Linked DNA regions of Zea mays: all the other regions are linked to region 1. A link is a contact called in public Hi-C data. All regions are on one chromosome and are shown on one strand. The core of a region is the stretch at or near the end of the contact, and the rest is flanking DNA. Distances in the headings are between cores, read along the strand shown.

Region 1 (3,775 bases), core at 1-2,500:
ATACATCCAATATTATCGAAACCATCGCTTACTTGTAAAAGTCTATATGCTTGTGATGTACCAATACTTGCTTTATGGCACGTGAATAAAGTAGTCTTGGCTCTTTGACAGATTGTTCGGTTTGATCGGAGAAAAGGAATTTTATCTGGTGAGACTAGACCATGGTTATGCTCCTCTACAAATGAAGCGATATAATACCTCTTGTCCTGACCCAACCTCACATATACACGTGCATTGCATCCACATCTTGTTTCAAAGTGCTTCTTTTGGTTTTTTGCTTCAGCACATCTCCTTGTGAATCCTTCCCTAGAACACACAAACCTCTTATGCTCAACCACATCATTTTTCTTGCCTTGAGCTCCTATACGAACCGAAAACCCACATTCATGTGCATATGTCTTGTAGAATCCTTCTAATTCATCAAGACTATCAAATGACATTCCGATCACTGGTTTCAAACTATGCTCGCAATCAGGTACAAACGATGACGACGACTGCCATGAAAAAAATAAATGACTTATCATGTCTAAATACGCAGCTCATAATAAACAAAAAGTACACAAAATTGATCATGAAAAATAAATGACTGATCACGAAAAAAACAAATTCCTCACCGATGTACAATGGAATTGATCCTTTTTGGGTGTACTAAATCCATATGAAGGATCAACACGTTCTGCTGCTAGAACATGATCATGTACAGGAGCTTCCGCTTGAACAGAATTATGGATAGGAGCATCCGCTTCAACAGGATCATGGGCAGGTTGTACGTGAGCGTCGGCTTTAAGACCATCGAATTCAACGTGAGCATCGTCTTGAAGACCACTAGAGCCAGGTATCCCTCGCTCGTCCATGGCAGTGAGGAGTGCCATCAAGCTGCCACTAGGGCAGAGTGGCGGTGGCTCCTCCATGCCCCTACGGACACGATTTTGCCACGGCGGCGGCGGTACGCGATGAGGCCGAGCGACGGCGCGCGACGACTGCGGCGGTGGCGGCACACGATGGGGCTGAACAGGGGCACGCGATGGGGCCGAGCAGGGGCGCGCGACGACTGTGACGGTGGCGGTAGGCGAGGAGTCGCTGGCGTACAAGAGAAGCCTCGATGGCGCACGGGTCTGTTTTTGCAAAAAGGAAGGCGAGCACGGGATGGTTGCGCGGGGGGTTCTTTGAAAAAAGACCAGCTGCCGTTGGTTGCCGGATGTGTGGACTTGATGCGCTTTGTGCATTTGTGCACGGGCCGTCGTTTGTGCACCTGATACGGAGCCAAGTTTTTTTCTCGTTCCTCTCTTCTCCTGCTTTCTAAGTCCAGTCTCCCGGGCAGAAGAGGCACGAGAGGAAGGTGGGGAAGGAAACCACAGCCGCTTCTGGCGGGCGCTCACCCTGCCCCTTCCACCTCGCCTCGCCTCGCAATGGAGGTTTCCAGGTGGACCCCGGCGGCCGGCCTCCTGCTCCTGTTGCTCCTCCCGCTCGCGGCCACCCCGTCACGCGCCGCCACGATGGCGAGATCGCCGTCGTCGTCCACTGCCGTGTTCCAGCTCCAGGGAGACGTATACCCCACCGGGTACGCTGGTCGACGTTCTCTCCTTTGTGTACCCTGATCGAAGCCCGATTGTAGTATTGGAGCCAATCAGCACGGCCGCTCGCTCGTGCGAGGTGGGAAGGGATTCGCCGGTAAATTCGAGTTCTTGCCATTCGATTAGATGCCCGATTCGGACCTTTTTGCTGGAGCAGTCGTTGTGCCTTCTTGCTTAATCAGTTGCGGCCGCGCCTGGCGGTTTGGGGGCTTTTTCTCGCGGAATGCAGGGCATCGTCGCCTCCGTCGCGCCGCGGGCGTCGGCCTTGTCTGACCAAGTCGCCGGTCGAATCGCGAATTTTACCTTTTGACTCTGTTCCCCTTTCTTGCCTGTGCTTGTACAATCCTACGGATTTTTCCCTATCTCTGTCTCTCACTTTTCGTAGCTTCTCTTTTTGCCGTTTTCACCTGCACGTCATAGCATCACAAGTTACTCTTCACTGCAACAAAATGCCACCGCAAGCGAGGCCTTTTCGCGAACACTTTTACCCCTACCGAAATTTCCTCGTTTCCTCTGTTTTTTTTTTTGGTTCCGCTGCCTTTGCTTGCTCTTTGTTTCACAGTAATAACTCCAAATTCTCCACTCTTCTAATAAAAGAAAACAGGAAAAAAAACAATCTTCTGTTTCGTTTTTATCATGTAGTACCATCAAAGTTTATAAGGACTTGAGAATCCACTTGACACTTGTATACAAACCTTGACCATTTTCCACTCCATCTGCAGCCACTACTATGTCACGATGAACATTGGGAACCCAGCGAAGCCCTACTTCCTGGACGTGGACACTGGCAGCGATCTCACCTGGCTGCAGTGCGACGCACCCTGTCGGAGTTGCAACAAGGTAGTCTTCAGGGTTGTCGATTGCCATAACTCTAGTCTTCCTTTGTTTATGCAGAAGAATCTTGGCCTGGTCCTTGATGTTGCGTTCCTGATTGTTGCAGGTGCCACATCCCTTGTATCGACCAACGGCAAACCGCCTTGTACCGTGTGCAAACGCACTCTGCACTGCACTTCACAGCGGACAGGGCTCTAATAACAAGTGCCCTTCACCAAAACAATGCGACTATCAGATAAAGTACACCGACAGTGCATCTTCTCAGGGTGTGCTGATCAACGACAGCTTCTCACTGCCCATGAGATCCTCCAACATTCGTCCTGGCCTCACATTTGGGTACAATACTTAACGTTGTCTGATGAATGACACTGGATTCAGCTGTTAACGGTTAATTTTGTTTGCGCAGCTGTGGATATGACCAGCAAGTGGGGAAAAATGGCGCTGTGCAGGCAGCGATTGACGGCATGCTTGGGCTCGGGAGGGGATCAGTTAGCCTTGTTTCACAGCTCAAGCAGCAAGGGATCACCAAAAATGTCGTCGGCCATTGCCTAAGCACGAATGGAGGGGGGTTCCTCTTCTTTGGGGATGATGTTGTGCCTTCATCACGTGTAACTTGGGTGCCGATGGCTCAGAGGACATCTGGGTACGCATCTTTTCAGCTGGTGTTTGTATCGCTATTACATTGTATTTTTCGTGGACGCTTCTTAATTTTGACAAGGATCAAGAAAAGGCATAGGTTATCCATATTAGTATTTGATTGCTGCAAGTTATTACCCTTTTGTTCTCTATGGATTGAAAGACTAACTTTCCGCATCAATTTCCTCGACAGCTCAACGATGTTATTACTTTGCGAACAATCTATACTCCTGTTTACCATTTCCAGTCCATTTCAAGCTTTCGATGATAGTTTACCAAATTAATGGTCATTCTCTAAAAATACTACAAGCTTTCCCTTGTTTGTTAAAATTTATGAACTCAAGCTAACTAGCTAAGTGTACCACCTGGAGTGAATAATGAGAAGTCCAAATGTACAGTATGGATGATCCTATACGAAGGACTTGTATATAATGGCATCTTTAAGTTTTCTTTCGATTTTTTTTTTAAATTTTGTTTGATGTACGCATTTGTAGGAACTACTACTCACCTGGCTCAGGAACACTGTACTTCGATAGACGTTCACTAGGCGTGAAGCCAATGGAGGTGGTATTTGACAGTGGTAGCACCTATACTTATTTTACTGCTCAACCATACCAAGCTGTTGTTTCTGCGGTATGTTTCAACCACGATTTGTTCTGATTTCCATGATTTTTGTCAAGAAACAACACTGAACTTTTGATACCCTGGCCTTGCAGCTCAAAGGTGGTCTC
Region 2 (3,936 bases), core at 671-3,170, 230 kb before region 1:
ACTTGTCAGTGGTTACCGAGGGTAGAGAGATTGTTGTAACTAGGGCTATGTGCATACAACTCTGTAATTACCCCGTGTATAACATATTTAGAGAATTTAGCAGGTAACCAGGGACACAGACGTATTTAGGCCACCTATCCCGGTTACCCTATAAATACCCCCACACTATAGCTGGACGAAACACGTTTAACAAGATATACATGCTCATTGCCTACTGTTTTGTTGAGCCATCCGTTTGCCACCTATACCTCTACTCCCGAGTGATTGGGCCCACTACTCTCAACCCCACAATTTTAAAATTTAAACATTAATTGGTATACATACACTAAATTATACAATAAATGTTATATTTAAATATTAAGTTAAAAACAATAATAAGTCATAACTTTTAAAATTAAGTTAAAAATCTTCCCAAACTATAATATAAAATAACTGAAAAGCTATATTGATAGTTTATAAAATATAGTGTAGACATGAAAACAAGATTTATCTAACTTTTTAGCTGAGACCTTCCAAGCGACATAGTCGTATATCCAACAGTGTAGCATCGAGTGGCATCTCACACCCGCACCTATCGAAGAATCTGAGCGATCGAATGTTAGATTGTCGATTTTTTGTTTATATTGTTCGTTCAGCATGCATCCTAATACTTCGTTACATAGGTCCCGAGAACATAGGTCTGAACAAAAAAAAAATTCATAGACTACAAGACATTTAGCGCAATATTCTTTCTATGTTTAAATCATAGACTACAAGACATTTAGCGCAATATTATTTGTGTGTTAAACATTATATATATATATATATATACACTGTATATGTTAGACACGTGTGTATGCGAGGGCATACCTGGCATACCCTATCTGGGATGGATCCTAAACATCCGAATTATATGATAAATTTAATATTTTAATATAAATATGCATAAAATTTGGTGCTAATCTTTAGTTATATTGTTAAATATATTATCGAGGACAAGAATAATTTTTTTGCATTATTTTCTCCCTACAACAAAAAAGGTAAAAACATCCAAATCCGAAATGTATCCGTATCCAAAATTTTAATTTTATATCAATTATTTAAAAAAGATATATTACAAATTTGAGATTTATTATTTAAGATGACCTTAATAAGCTCAATATCGAAAACAGTAATATAAATTTACATAACAAATTTTATGTCCTATTTATTCACAATTGAAGAAAAAAGATATAAAATTTATTATCCGAATAAATATCCGGATCCATACCTGCTATGCCACCTTAACAATTTGCTTAATAATTTGCTGGAGCTGTTTTATAGTGAAGCTGGAAAATTAAAGCTGAAGTTTTTGAAATACATCTCTCCTAAAGAGGCTCTAAGTACTCCTAAGGGCATGTACAGTGATGTTTAATGTGGAGGCTCTTAAGATGTTTAAGAGGGTTATTTGCAAAAAAATCTTAGAGCCGTCTGTCCGTGAAGAGACGCCTCTGGCTCGTAAACCAAGTAGCAACAGACGCCTCACTTCCCACTGTACGAATTTGTCGTCTGTTCTATCGATCTGATGCTATACAAATACATTTAATTCTGTATTTATTAATAGATTACGTTTATAGACACTCCATTGTACAATAGAGTCTCTTAGTTGTCTCCTATGCTTGGAGAACCGTTTTGGTGTCTCTTCACTGTACATGCCCTAAGAAGGTACCACTTGTGTAGTTATGCTGCACGTACATTATACGACTGTACACCGTATCGGAGCTGTCCACAGCCAAAGTGGAATTTGCCCAAGGACGCGCAGGTGGCTGTCCATTTCCGAAATAACGCGACAACGACAGGAGTGACCCGCAAAAAAGGCACCCAGTCCTATCGCTCCTCCCAACGCAGTTCCTCACATCTCTCACTCTCCCTAACGGACGCACCAGCACACACACACCGCCAGCGCAGTGGGCGAGCGAGTGCAGCGACAGTGAGACGAACCGCCGCCGTCGCCCACCACCGTCCACCCGCCAACGGTGAGTCCACGCCCCCTTCTCGATCTCGCGTCCGTCGATATCGCCCAATTGTAGCAACTCGCGTGGGGCCACTGGGGTTTCGCTGACGCTGAGCTCCACCCGTCTGAGTTTTGACGGGCCGCGCGACACCATCCTCCTCTTCTTGCCGCGCCGTCGTCCTCGCGGCCGACCACCGCCGTCCCAGCCTCCTCCAGCGCTCCCGCCGCCGACCGTCACGGCTTCACTGCCCTCCCTTAGCTCGCCCGACGTGCTTCCTCTGCCCCAATTGCGCCCACCAGCCGCATCCGCCTCCCGCGGCCGGCGGCGCGCCGCTGCCTCGTCACCCCAGCCACCCACCGCTGGGCCGCCCTCCCGCCATTGCAGGTCTAGGGGAGAGATCAGCCTCCGGGACCCAAAGTCCCCACCCCTAACCCGGCGGCAGGGGATCGCTCTTTGTCTTCAACGGACTTTCTGCCAGCGCCCAGCGGAATATTGGATGCGGCGGCCGAGATCTCATCGCCTGGGGGCTCTGTCGGTAGGGTGAGGTGGAGGAGGGCATGATTTTTTGGCCGTTTCTGTGATCCTGACAGATTCGGTGGGTGTAGGTGTCACTGGCACAGGAATTCTATAGCTAGCGAAGGTATATTTGTTTCGTGAAGGTGTCTGTCGGTGTCCTCATCTAATGAAATTTACAAATCTTTTTTCCTTGGTTAGTTAGAATGGTACTAATGTTGGACACAGCCTATCTGCAAAATGCAGGGTAAGACTTGCCTTGGTTATTCCTTCCACATACGCCACTCAGGTGGGATCCGCTAGCAACTGTATGTGTCCTTTTTTATGTTAGAATGGTACTAAAAATCTACAGAACACTATGGAAGAGTCAAGAGTCCATGATGGATGCTTCTGCTGCTGCATTGTAGCCTCATGAATTTGGGTGAGTGAAGGTTCGAGATTGCTGTCTTTCAAGATTTGGGGGGATTGGCTATGTCATAAACTCATAATCAAATTGCTCTTCAAGTTAAGGTATATAAGAGGAAGTGTTGCTCGTTGAATCAGTACCTTGTCTGATGAACATCTAACTACGAAAAGTTCAATAAGTCTCATCCACATACCTTCTGCCCCATAACAAATCTAACACTCTACTTGAAAGGACTGTCTTGGAGGAAGCGTTGGGGCCTGTGCTTCTGGCCTCCTTTACTTGTGAGTGCTGCTACATGTGCAAACCTTTGATTACAATACAACTCAAGTGCAAGTCATGATCCAAATGTATCAGATGATCTGGATGCATGATTGTACTATTGTACTATTTCAATGTGGGCTTGTTGGTGGCTGTGATACAACCTATGTTATATGAGTACCAGACTACCATGGAACCTACCATGCACGGAATTTCAGTTCACGCCTCCATTTCACATTGTTTTTGGTTATTGTGTATGTTCTAATGTTTCATGTGCTCGACTACTTTCCCAGTGATCATTTCCTATAAAATCAACTAAATCTCATTGTCAGCACGGTGTGCCAGATTTAGTGAAACTTGATTATTTGAAGTTCAAAAGAACCTTTTATTCATGTTTTACATGGACCAAAGTTAAATACATTTCTCGGTGAGATTGAAGACCTTGCAGAAGTTTTGGATTGAAATTTTTAGCCACCACGACAAGAGAGTTTGTTGGTTCAACCTTGAATGTTATAGTATTTCCTTGAACTATGTTTAAGCTATGGTACTACTATCTCCTTTTGTTTTGCTGTTAGAACTGGATCTGGCTGTGCTATGACGCATTAATGCATTATTCCACAGGATCTGGCTGCATGCTTTAAAACGGATATTAATTCATTATTCTCTTGGTAATTGCATGATTAAGTGGCACCACCTCTTTTCCTTTTGCTTCCTTCTTTCCCCTTTATGTCAATGCAAAAATGACACAGACTGGCAATTATTTATTATGCTCATTACTTTCATTTT
Region 3 (3,867 bases), core at 1,098-3,597, 230 kb after region 1:
GTCCGAGCAAACAAATCCTCGCAATCACTACACCACTGCTCCTTTGGTTATCAACCGTGACACAAGAGTGACCTCACCTTGAAGGCCTATCCCTATTAGCACAATCAAGAACATAAGCAAGAACAAAAAAACACAATGTAAAATTGTATTGATCACGAGGTGGGTTCTCACAAACCGATGAACGGTGACACTGTTCAATGATAGAATGAATCTAAGCAAAACCTAACCCCAATGGTGCTGGTTGTTGCTGATAATATAAAGTTTAGAGGCGTGCAAGTCCTCTGGACGCACCCCTAATGGGCTCCAACATGATACACGAGCTAACAGTCCAACAAACGGTGTCACAACACCATAACAGAATATGGCCGCTGACTTGTTTTGACGATTCCCGTTGACCTTGGATGAATTTTAAGTTAGCACCAGTTGGGTTGATTAGCTTCTCTCCTTAAATTTCCATCCATAACAAGCATGACCCAATCGAAGTTCAGATCCATCATGGGCGACCGTTTTAGTGCAGACTGGTCCTAGAACCCAAGATGGAATCGTAGTTCAGTCAGACTTGATCTGGTTGTGCCCTTAGGTGTCTTCAAATCATTTCTAGATTTGTTTACATCCTTAGGTTTCTTTGCTAAGATCATTTGATTCAGGTGTGCCCTTTGTCGCCTTCAAATCATTTCTTGATTTATTCATATCCTTAGGTGTCTTTGCTCAACTCATTTTTGATCTGGCTACGCCCTTAGGCATATTCAAATCATTTCTTGATTCATTACTCCGTTAGGTATCTTCCTTTAGATCATTTTTATCCTATTGCATCTATAGGCGTCTTCGAACCATTTCTTGATTTGTTTACCCCCATAGATGTCTTCACTCATATCATTTTTTATTCGGCTATGCCCTTAGGCGTCTTCAAACCATTTCTTGGTTCGTTTACACCTTTAGGTGTCTTAGTCACACACAATTAGCTAGATTTCATGTCTTTGCTGATGCGATGACTGTTGCACTTTTTTCCGTGTCTAATGTTAGGCTTGTGTTCAAGCCTTTCAACCTCGTGACACTTTTCTGAGAGAATATTTTTAAGATATATTGTTACAAGACTCTGTCTCATTAAAAATCTCACTCCCTTGTCAGGAAAAGAGTACGTACCCGAGGACAGTTGTGAAAAGAGAAAATTATAGAGAACTTTGAAGGTCCTCGCTTAGTGAGACTGGCTAGATGTAAAATTTTCTAAGGTATTCACACTTCCATCCATGCTTGAGTTTGTTCCTTGTTTAGATTACTAGCTTGTATGAGTTTGGCAAAGTCTTCTTAATGATGACAAAGGGACCTTCCCATTTGATCTCAAGTTTTTCATTGCCCTATATTTTTTCCATCTCCGACATGTTAGATTTTGATTGAGTGAGGACTCCGGAGACGGAGTAGATCGGGTATTGTTGTGCTTTGCTTTTGACCTCCTTTTCTTGAACAAAGGTCACGTTGACAACGCTATGCGAAGCCACGACATAGAGCAAGATGGTTGCCTTTGCCTGACTAGCATTATCAACTCTGTTAGGTAGACCTTAAGCGACTCGAAGGTTGTCTCTTGTTCTTGCCCCTAGACGAAGTCTTTTTGCTTCGTGCAAAGTCTTGAGGAAGGGGAGCCTTTGCTCGGTTGAACGTGAGAAAATTTTGTTGAGGGACACTATTCTACCGGTCGGCCTGTGGACGTCCTTCATAGTCTTGGGGTCTTTATATTTGTTATTGCCTTTACTTTGTTAAGATAGGCCGCAATACCTTTGTGTTAGACTAAATATTCCAGAATTTTTCATTGACGGATTTCAAAGATGCATTTTTCTGGGTTGAGGCCTCAATGCCTTTGTGTGAGCCTAGCTTTTAGCATGTTTACAAATGTTTCTGCGAGTTCTATCAGATGATCTTCTTTGTTGTTGTTGATTGTCGTTGATGTAAGTAAAGATGTTGCGAAGAATTTGATTTTCTAGAATGGTCTTCATCATTTTCAAGAATGCTGAGCCCACATTCGGAATGAAGCAGTACATGTCCAAGAGTGTTATAAAGTTTATCTTGGCCTTGTCCTTCTCTTCGATATAAATTTGATAGTAACCAAAGAAAGAGTTGAGGAACATGCCTTCGCAAACCGTAGCTAGCTACAGCGTCTCTCCCGGTCTCCCCCATGGTAATTATTTCTTGTCCGAGTCCAACCTCAACAAGGGATTGCTGGCGGCCCCGCAAGCGAAGAGAACTTTCAAACCAAACGAGCAGTCGTGTCCAATTCAATCCCCCGGGTAATCCGGTGAGCGCGCGCGTGTATATATATTATATACACAGGGCTGCCGCCGCCAGCAGCCGTCGCGCCTACCGCCACCTGACTCCCTCTGCCTTCTCGTCGCTCTGCTCCTCCGTTGCCGTGACCCTAAGGGAGGAGGACGAGGAGGAGGAGGAGGAGGGGAAGGAACGGAGGGATGGCGGAGGAGACGGTGCAGGAGCTGCGCGCGAGCTTCGCGTCGGGGCGGACGCGCCGGGCCGAGTGGCGGGCGGAGCAGCTCAAGGGGCTCATCCGGATGATCGACGAGAAGGAGGCCGAGATCAGCGCCGCGCTCCATGAGGACCTGGCCAAGCCGCACATGGAGTCCTACCTCCACGAGGTAAACTAATTAGCGCTTTGGAGGTCCGCATAGATACAACCTCACATCGCTCTCCCATGCGGCCAGCGGCCATGCCATGATTCCTCTTGTTCCCCGGACGCTCCTGATCGATTGTTCTTCTTCGCCGTGGAGACAAGATGCTCGTAGTCTGTTACTACTCTGCTTCCTACTTTCCGATTCTAATGGGTTTTAGTGTTTATTGTTTGACTTTACACGCGCTCTCGTGGGCGTTCCCCAATTCGTAACGAGGCCTCGGATTCCGATGAGATGCCCCCCTCTCATCCCGGATACACATGGACTGATGGACACCATCCAGTTCATTCAGCTGACGTGCATAGTGAGCCCTGAGCCCTGATTCTGTTCTTGGAGGCGTTGCTTCCACGATCTTCATTCTCCTGCGTGTCGGGGGTGTTTGGTTCCTCAAGTTTAGTACGCTTTTCGTCGAATTTTCAAATGCTAACTATTAAATATAGTTTAATTATAAAAATAAATTTAAACCTACTTAATTCATGAATAGTAACTATTCATTATATCATTACATGATTGAATTATGAACTAATTATACTTAATAGACTCGTCTTACCGATTAATTATCCGTATAATTAGTTTTTATAATTAGACTATTTTTAATATCTTTAACGGGATTAAATTTAGCCCTCTCCCTCCAGACACCCTTGGGTTGTGCTAAGATAGTGTAAAATAGAAAAATTGCACTATACATGATATTATTTGTATAGTAAAGTTTAAAATAAAAGATTAAGATATGTGATATGACTCAGCCCCGGCCTCCGAGTTCTGCAAAATTTACCGTAGCTCGCTTGCTACTATGCTTGAATTGAGTTGTAGTAAAAAAAAAATGGCTGAAAGCTGAGGCGACGTGGTCATCAACACTGTGTTCTGACAATGACTTCACCCTGAACTTGTAATTACGTACCAGCAGCACTCGGCAAATCTTGTACCATGCGGTGGCAGCAAAAATAGTAAAACCCGAGAGATTGTTTAGTTCTCAGTAATCACTCCAAGATTAAGTCCATACTTTTCTAGTACGAGCACCTGATAACCGCGTGTTGCTTCGCATCTGTTGTTGGCGGTGCCTCAGATATCGATTACAAGGTCCTCGTGCAAGTTTGCCCTCGACGGGCTCAAGAGCTGGATGAAGCCCGAGAAGGTAATTATATTCTCCTCCTACTGTCACTGTTTTGCTGGTCCGGCGCCAACCTTTTGGATC

What was found. A called contact is a pair of places that touch in the nucleus more often than the background predicts.
Region 2: a contact with region 1 is called in a Hi-C map of leaf, with 5 times the contacts expected there. The contact joins the promoter of LOC100216660 here to the promoter of LOC542088 in region 1. A contact is called at or near these places in 10 of 25 Hi-C or Micro-C datasets (bundle sheath, ear, leaf and 3 more).
Region 3: a contact with region 1 is called in a Hi-C map of bundle sheath, with 4 times the contacts expected there. The contact joins the promoter of LOC100382449 here to the promoter of LOC542088 in region 1. A contact is called at or near these places in 3 of 25 Hi-C or Micro-C datasets (bundle sheath, ear and an unstated tissue).

What each region holds. Positions count from the first base shown.
Region 1 is chr2:134,592,435-134,596,209 of Zm-B73-REFERENCE-NAM-5.0, reverse strand. LOC542088 (aspartic proteinase Asp1) reads left to right here and starts at 1,250. Exons shown (of 8, transcript NM_001305850.1): 1 at 1,250-1,561; 2 at 2,297-2,414; 3 at 2,515-2,744; 4 at 2,815-3,051; 5 at 3,539-3,677; 6 at 3,761-3,775. The coding sequence starts at 1,410.
Region 2 is chr2:134,819,964-134,823,899 of Zm-B73-REFERENCE-NAM-5.0, reverse strand. It overlaps LOC100216660 (Armadillo/beta-catenin-like repeat), which reads left to right and starts at 1,920. Exons shown (of 8, transcript NM_001359475.1): 1 at 1,920-1,994; 2 at 3,772-3,818.
Region 3 is chr2:134,361,499-134,365,365 of Zm-B73-REFERENCE-NAM-5.0, reverse strand. LOC100382449 (Aldehyde dehydrogenase) reads left to right here and starts at 2,347. Exons shown (of 10, transcript NM_001175190.1): 1 at 2,347-2,639; 2 at 3,739-3,807. The coding sequence starts at 2,457.